Regions from separate parts of the Mus musculus genome. Here region 1 is linked to region 2. The links are chromatin contacts, called in public HiChIP or PLAC-seq maps. All regions are on one chromosome and are shown on one strand. The core of a region is the stretch at or near the end of the contact, and the rest is flanking DNA. Distances in the headings are between cores, read along the strand shown.

Evidence for each region. HiChIP or PLAC-seq counts read pairs in DNA pulled down with a chosen protein or histone mark.
Region 1: a contact with region 2 is called in an H3K27ac HiChIP or PLAC-seq map of acute myeloid leukemia, with 2.8 times the contacts expected there. The contact joins two enhancer-like sites. A contact is called at or near these places in 1 of 115 datasets of contacts at active chromatin or transcription factors (acute myeloid leukemia) and 1 of 9 other capture datasets (embryonic tail).

Annotation. Positions count from the first base shown.
Region 1 is chr8:26,906,566-26,910,814 of GRCm38.p6, forward strand. No RefSeq gene overlaps it. Among named protein-coding and RNA genes, the nearest start is that of Gm45572, 58 kb to the right of the region's middle. Within about 2 kb of position 1,431, at least 27 of the 459 cell types and tissues checked have an H3K27ac peak or open chromatin away from gene starts, as enhancers often do. A contact at or near this core is called in acute myeloid leukemia, where this site is marked.
Region 2 is chr8:26,463,530-26,467,793 of GRCm38.p6, forward strand. All of the region lies in intron 1 of Gm31983 (a long non-coding RNA gene), which reads right to left. Among named protein-coding and RNA genes, the nearest start is that of Gm31983, 2.9 kb to the right of the region's middle. Within about 2 kb of position 1,977, at least 1 of the 459 cell types and tissues checked has an H3K27ac peak or open chromatin away from gene starts, as enhancers often do. A contact at or near this core is called in acute myeloid leukemia, where this site is marked.

The DNA of each region.
Region 1 (4,249 bases), core at 181-2,680, 440 kb after region 2:
CCCACTGGGCCGTGCGCAACTCTGGAGACTGTGGGTGACTGTGTTGTAGAAAGCCTAACATCACAGGACTGTGAAATTGAAAGGGACTTTAAAGTTCTACTTCTAAGGCAGGAGACCAATAAAGACTGTACTGCGAAAGCACTTTACACGGTGCCAGGTCTGTTCTCAATTCTCAATTGATCTTCCCGAAACCGTTTCAGGTAAGATGTAATTATAAACTCTCTTTGAGGGGCAAGGAAATCAGAACTCAGGCAATTTGTAAAGTTCCTAAATGGTGACCTCCCATAATTAGTCCCAGGTTGGTTGAGTCCAAATTCCAATCTTTTTCTAGACCACACTGTATACCAAAGTATAGCTCTAGAAGGATACCTGAAGATCATAGTCACTTCTTATCCAGAAGCCTTAGTGTCAAGACAAGTAGAGCTCTGAAAAAAAACCCAAATAAAGAATATGAGACCTCTAGAGCTGAGCTGGTCCCCCCACTGAGTGTCCCTGGCGTTTATAGAAGTATACTGTATTTGCAGGGCACTCTCTTCAAGTTTATAAAGTTTTTACCACTTCCAGTGATTTGTCTGGTGTGGCTGTGGCCTGTGTCTGGATCAAAAGACAAAGCTGCAAAGTGGATGGAGAGCATGCAGAACAAACGTAAAGATAGCAGCCTTGGCATCTTCTACCCCTTCTCTCCCCGTTGCCTACGCTGCCTTCTGGGTACCGAGGCTTCAGCTGACAAAGCAGCCGCATTCCTGCTCTAGCTCCTGGGGAGCCATGCAGCACAGCAACTGAAAGGTAAGTCATGGAGTGGGGGCAAAGAGCCCGGGAAACTCACAAAGGTTCCATCTTCTCCTCTAAGCATCTTGATGCCTCTGCTGCATGCCTGCCAGCAAGAGAACCTCTGGAAAGAGCCTCAAATGATAGTTTATAGTTCCTGAGCCTCCCCCAGAAAATCCTCTGCCCAGTTCTTCTCAGCAGAGGAAGTAGAGCCATGTGGGACTCAGTAAGAGGCACCCTTATTTCCCTTCACCACCCCTCCTAGAGAGGCGGGTCCATCAAACTTAAGAGGTTGGCACCGCACCGTGTATAGATTGCATGTGGCATGCACTGATTTAAGGACACGTTTGCTTTGTGACAGCAAGCTGTCTTATTATAGTGAGCCCCAACCAAGCAGCAAGAAGGAAGTAGGCCTCTTCTGTCTACACAGGAGAGGAAGTCTAACTGCTATAAAGATCTTCTTGTCTCAGGAATGAGCACTTCCTCCCTGTGCTCTGACTGCTCCATAACAAATTATCTTCTTTGAGCAAATGGAAACAAGCAAAGGTTTAAATCCTGCTTCTGCCTGGCTGTCCAGAAGTAGGCCCAACTTGGTAAACATGGCCCGCTGGCTGCAGGCACTTATAGGCCCAAAGCCAAACTCCAAGTAGCCACTTGTTATCCTTTCCTCTTGGAGTTTTCCAAAGCTCTATAGATTGCACCCAGAGGCTCTGCTCTTTCTGAAGGTCACACGAGCTCACACAACAGCCCTGGGTATGTGTGGGCTTAACAGAAAGGATGCAACTAAATCAATGTGTCTGCCTGCTGTCATGGCGAAGAGAGCTGAGCCAGGCTGGTTTGGGAAGGGATAGATCCACAGACATCAGGCGCTGCCCTGTACAAGTTGTTCCCTCGTCTGAGGGGATGATTCACCTGCCTGTTGCTGCCTCCGTGATCCAGAAGAAAGATATGATCCAGGCCTGGAAAAGCGATGTCTGAGCCCTGCACCAAACAGCAGACATCCGTCAAGCTGTACACATTGACATTTATTGACTGTCTGTAGACAGAGGCTGCACCGGGAGCTCTGAGGGACTGCTGAAGATCTGGCTCAAAGGAAGGAACAGCAATAGACTCTTGCCTCTCCAGGGCACACTTTCAAACCTGAGGCCCTGTACAAAGGGTTGGCCTAGCCTAACCAGGCCAGCTGCACACAATCACACCTGGCATCTAATAAACATATAATATACTCAAGGACGGGGTCCTTTTGTTTGATGGTTTGCAACCAGACAAGTAACACTCCTATACTGGGCCAATTCAGAAAGAAGTGTTTGTGCTGTTCTGCCACCTGGGAGATTCTAGTGGCCTCTAAAATACAGGCACCAGGCGCGTTGGGCCTCTTAACAATGTAGAAAACAATCACACACGAAATATTCTTCTACTCCCAAAAAGTATAGACAAGTCATCCCTTGCTCGGCCTTGGTTCTCAGCTTGTAATCGTCTTTCACCCTGTGAATACATTTCACACTTTCGTGGCAACATTCAGTCTGGAGGATGTGTTAGCATACACTGTGTTAGCTGAAGTGAGAACATGTGACCCAGGGGTCCCAGGCGTGGCCCTCAGATGTTAAAATCCTGCCTGGGTGGCCAATAATTTGTCCTTTCCCCCGTGGAGTTGTTCCGAGAATTCAATAAGGTTATGTATATTCAGCCCTGGGCTAAGTATGCACACGTAGTTTTTACTGTTGGAGAAATGTGTGCCCAGGAATTTGGCTTTTTTTTTTTTCAGTTGCCAACACAGTACAGTAAGGATGAAGTAAAGACTAGAATCTACAAAATTGGGCTTCATGACTGTAGTGTTGATTGTGTTGGTTGGTGGCACAGCATACGTTTAGCATGCCGGAGACCCTGGGTTCAATAGCCTACTTCATACATACCACTCAAAACAAACAAATCTGCTTCATCCCCAAGTCTGTTTTTGCCCGTGGGATCACAGACCCATCAGATTCCTTCTCTCCATCCCATCCTTTTACACTTAGGAGCAACAGCGATCCCCTTTTCAGAGGCTCGTGAGGACTGACCACAAATAGAACGGCTGAAGTATAACCACTGTCATGGTGCTAATAAAGAAGCCAGCACATCTGGCTAGACAGGACCTTCTGAAATACGATAGCTCATCTGAATGTTTCTGCTTCCCCTTCAGCTACAATGACATCATTTCCTCTGTGATTAAAAGGACCAATGCAATAACATCAAGAGTTGTCCAATCTCACTAATAATTAAGGCTGCATATGAAAATAGCAGGAGACTAGTATTCATAGAATATTGGCAACCATTCAAAAGGGAGGTGATGTCCAGTGTTAGTGAGGGAAATGGGCTTTCTCAAATACACAGTGGGTAGGAATATTGATATAATATTTCTAGAAGGCAATGCAGCAAGATGTACCCGAAAGTACACACCCACATCCACCCACCCATACACACACACACACACACACACACACACATATGCACCCACAAATCTCACCATAGTTTTAATTCAAAGTTGTAACAAAGATTTTATTTTAAATTTTTCACATGCTTTGTTGTCTCTTTAGCTGAATTTGAACACTTAGCCTCTTGACATCCAGGTAGAACGTGGGGTGTGTGCGGGTGCATGCGCGTGTATTGACCAGAAGGCTATCTGGGTAAAAAACCCTTGCTGCTTTTGCAGAGAACCTGGGTTTGGTTCCCAGCACCTATATGACATCTGATAACTCTAAGACTCCAGGTTTAAGAACCCAATGCCCTACACTGGCCTCCATGGGCATTGAACAGCAGGGGGTGTGGATATGTAGTACATGGATGCAGACAAACACTCACACACATGAAATCTCTTAAAAATATGTTAAAGTGTATATGTGTATGTGTAGACTCTGTTGCCCACTTGTGCCATGGAGAGATAGTCACATACAACCAAGGTACCAATGAAATGGAGCAAGAAAACAAGTCTCACATTTCTGGTTCCCGTCTTTTAAGCTCTTTCAGGCCTGAGTTAAGGCTCATTGGTCACAGATGCCACACAGTGTGATCCGGCCATTCTGGCCTCAGTTCCAAGTTTTCTAATTTGAAGGTGGCAAGTTGACATCTTCCTTCTTCCTCTTTCTCCAGTATGCTTCTCAGATGGGTCTATTTCTCCAAGGAGTTCTGACATAAAGAGAATTAAACATCTGAAAATTAAAAACCGTTCTGAAGGGTTGTTTTCTCTAATGTCACAAATGTTATTACAACAAACAATACTGTAAAAATGAGATTTAATGTCATAATCTAATCTAGTTTTTATCTTGTTATGGTTTTGGGACTACACAGTATGTTTAGTTCCTAAACAGGATATAAAGATGGAGCGCTTTTCTGTCAGTTTGTCAGGCTGACATTTTCTACCATCACACACATTACAGTCAACTTTCCTTCTGTCTATTTAACTGTTTGAATGTCTACAGTAAATTTTGAACCTAAAATAACCACT
Region 2 (4,264 bases), core at 727-3,226:
AAGAAGGCAGCAGCGGCAGCTGCGTGTGTCACCAGACGGAGTGTTGAAGAAGTGTCAAATGCACTTTTTGTTTTGAACTTTTGAGTCAGTGTGCATTGACCACCGTGTGCTACTGTGAGCTTGTCTCACTAGATACACAGGGCAGTTGGAGGGAAAGTGTAGGAGAAAAACCACAGGTCCTGTGGCCATACATTCCAGAACACCCACCATTTTGTAACTGGCACCTCACTGTTCTCAATTATTAAACACTGAGACACCTCAGATTTTCCGTGGGGAGTCCCCATTCAGTCTTCAATAGCAGTATCTTTTTCATTTCAGTGTATTAATAAGATTGAGGAAGAAAGTTTGATCTTTGTTCTCAAGTTCCTATTCCCAGGCCCAAGATTCTGAGAAGTTGCCAAGTGGTGCAACCAACATCCCAAGGCTGTTTAATGAAAGAAGACAAGACAAGGCTCCTGATGCTGCAGTAGGAGGGGCCAATGACCTAAGATGCCAAGACACAGGAAAAGGGAAAGCAGGTGAGGGAGAGAGCCAATTAGCATAGTTAGGGAGAGTATTGAAAAACCAAGTGTTTACCCATTAGTCACACAACTGTCGGGCCCTCAAGATGCTAACTAGTTATGTGTCTGATAATATGCACTGTGCCAAAAGGAGGGTCCTGGACAATTAAAAGCTGGGAAACACGGGGTTAAACAGAGTAGAATAATTTCTAATGTCACACGCTGTTAATAGATTTTGTTATAGATCCACGAGGCAAATAACACAGCATTTTCCAAAATCATTTGCTCATTGAACCCTCCTATATATTGATTATGGTTTAGACTATGCAAACCACAAATATACCCATGAGAGTCAGGTAGTATGGAACACTCAACTTATTCAAGTGTAGGCATAATACCTACCCAGAGACCCAGAAATGCTTAAGACCACAGACACTAGAAATTGTTGGGTTTCAGAACCCAGTCAAATGGTTGAGGTGCCTATCAACAACATATTAAGGGGGTTACTCTCCAACTCTCCCGTCATCCTTCAATACCCGTGGCTCCTCCCAGCTCTCCCAGCCTCCCTCAGTACCTGTGGCTCCTCCCAGCACCTCCTGATCTGGCCTCCACTCTAAACCTCTTACTCTTAGAGGCTGCTTCCCTTCCCTCACCGTGACCCCATGCAATCCAGCCATTTTGTTAAGGGCTTCTCTTGCTCTCCTCATCTCCTCTTATGGTCCGGTTTAGTCTGCCTCCATTTTCAGTCTGGACTCTTTCCTCTGACATCTTCCAAATCCCTTATATACACAATAAAAAATTCTCCAAAGTTTAGGAGTAGTCATGTCCTTCTCCTTTTCTTTCTTTTCTTTTCTTTTTTCATTCAGGAACATAATCCAGGAAGACCTGGACAGATGCTCGGCCATCATACCACAGGAGGCTCTTCACATGGGTCAAGTGGATTAAGATTCAGATTCCAACCCTCTGTCTTTAGTTTGTTACTTCTTCAGTGGAAAGACTGGTCTTAATTCAGCTAATTAATCACTAAGCTAATTAGTGCATTAAAAATCTGCTTTTCTCTCGTTTGTTAGAGGGAGAAAATAGAATCCATTTATAGAGCGTTGTTGTGCCTGTTTTAATTAGGAGGCAAGGTGACTTGGCAGTAATAAGATCTGAGGTTGCAATTTCTAAGCTTTGACTTTTTACTATCAAACCTCAAATAGTCACTTTGAAATTATATGGTTTTCATTTCCAAAGTTACAATCCTGTGGTCACTAACACCTTCTAGAAATGACAGGTTTTCACAGGCTGTGTTGAGCGTCACATATGTAATTTGTTCTAGATTCTTCATCTTCTGAATTTATGAAACTCACTAATCCAGCCCCTCTTAAAGATCTAGTCATAAAAACAGACACAGTGCTTCCTCTGAAGACACAGGGCCAGCGGTGGAAAGAAGAAAGCAATTGCTTTCTGGGTTTTCCTTGAAAAGGACGTGACAGTTATGCAAAGAAGGGTTTTTAATATTCATCAAAGGCCTTGGAACCCTGAGTCCCATTCCACAATGTCTAGAAGATTTATGGAACTGAAAGTTCTTGCTCAAGTTTCCTGGAAGCCTTTGTTCTGGGAAACCTAGAGAAAAGGAGATAGCAAAGCCCACACAACATCCTTTGGTTCTTAAAGGGTGTGGATGTCAGTTGGTAGGCAGGTATTTTATAGAAATCACCTATGGTGGTGGTGGTGGTGGGGGCTGCTGCTAACATTTTAAATGACTACACCATTCCTTCCAAGTTTTTGTTTGTTTGTTTGTTTTAAGTAAGACTGTCTAGAAAATGTACAGTAGACAGATGAAGTCTCTAGGTTACTATCACCATTTTTAGGTCAACTGGAATAAATTGTGTTCATCAAAAATTGCTAAATTTCTATTATCATGTATTAATTATATAAAGTAAGAGATTTCTTGTGTTATTTCCATGTATGTGTGCAATGTACTTGGATCTCCCAGCATTCTCTGTATCCCACCCCTATCCCTTTTCCTTTCCAAACCTGAGTCCCTTCCAACCCTTTTACTTCTGTGTTCTTTCCTTTTCTCTTCCTACTTTGAATATAATATAGGACAGAAAACATGTGACCCTTGCCTTTGTGAGACTAATGTATTTCACTTAACAAAGGCTTTAGCCAGAAGCATTCTTCTTCTTTACCATATTTTTGAACATATGATATGACCTCAAACTGGACAATCGCAGGTATGCACTCCCATCTGCGATTATGACAGTGATAGCCTTCCCGAGTGAGGACCAGTTCTTTGTCTGTCCAGGAGACTCTGTTTTGGGATTTAGCTGTGGTGTCATCAGTTGGTGGACCAAGCCTTTTCTGCTTTACTGATTGTTCTTACTGGCTTCATGATCACTGGCTCAGGAAGCACATGGCATTGACTGAAATGTCTGTCAGTAAATTTCATGTTTGGTGACATTTCCTTTTTTCCACCAAGACCAACTGAGGCTAGAAAGTACTAAACTACTTCCAAGCCACCCATTGGCAGCAAAAACGTTTGAAAATGGCATATAAATAGCATTCCACTGAAAAAAGATTTCTGAAGAGGTCCAGGCACATTTAGTGGGTATACTTACATGCTAGATCTGTCCCAGTCACAGGAAAGGGAGGTTATGAGACATCAGATATATGGAGGCTACAGGGACTACTGGGGACTTGCTGTCCAGGACCCTGCAGTTCTTATATTCTAGCAGACAGGATAGAACTCAGCCTGAAGAATAGCAGGGGCGTCACACAAAGCTATGGAGAAGCAAATGCTCAGCGGTGGCAGTGGGGAAGGAGGCAGGAGGCAGGGGGGAGGGGGCAGGAGGCAGGGGGAGGGGGCAGAGAGGAGGGGGCAGGAGGCAGGGGGTGGGGGAGGGGGCAGTGGGGCAGTGGGCAGGAGGCAGGAGGCAGGGGGAGGGGGCAGGAGGCAGTGGGCAGGAGGCAGGAGGCAGTGGGGCAGGGTGCAGAGGGCAGTGGGCAGGAGGCAGGGGGTGGGGCAGGGGGCAGTGGGGGAGTGGGCAGGAGGCAGGGGTGGGGGAGGGGGCAGTGGGCAGGAGGCAGGGGGAGGGAACAGGAGGCAGTGGGGCAAGGGGCAGTGGGCAGGAGGCAGGGGGCAGGAGGCAGGAGGCAGGGGGCAGGGGGCAGGAGGCAGGGGGCAGTGGGCAGTGGGCAGTGGGCAGGAGACAGGAGGCAGGAAATGCATGGAGGACGTTTGTGGAAGGCCAAACATGGAGAATGAGGAGCAGGGTATTCCTGGGTGAAAAGGGTCTGAGGTAATCTGCCCCTGCTGCTTTGGGAAGAAATGCCACAGAAAACCTTGTCAACACTCAGTCATTCATACAAGATTGACAGGAAGGATTGCAATCTCCGAGTTCCTGAGGAAAAATACCCATGGGCCTGTTCAGCATGGTTGAAGGGATGTCAAACAGTCTGGAAACCTCTGCTAGTCCCACTGTGTAGTTACATTTTATGTGCCAGGCAGCTCTCCTCAGGGACCAGAAACCAAGGGTAGAGAAGGGTTATGAGGAGCAAGGAAGGGGCCCTAGGAACAAAGAATAGACCTCAGGGTAAGGAAACGTGTTTCCGGGACAGGGAAGAGATCTGTGGATAAAGGAAGGTATCCCAGGGTGCAGAGGAAGGATCCCAGAAGCAGGGGAGGTGTCCTGACAGCAAGGAAGGGGTCCCAGGAGCAGAGGAGGAGTTCTAGGAGCAAGGAAGGGTTCCTGCAGTAGGGAAGGGCCCTGGGGGCA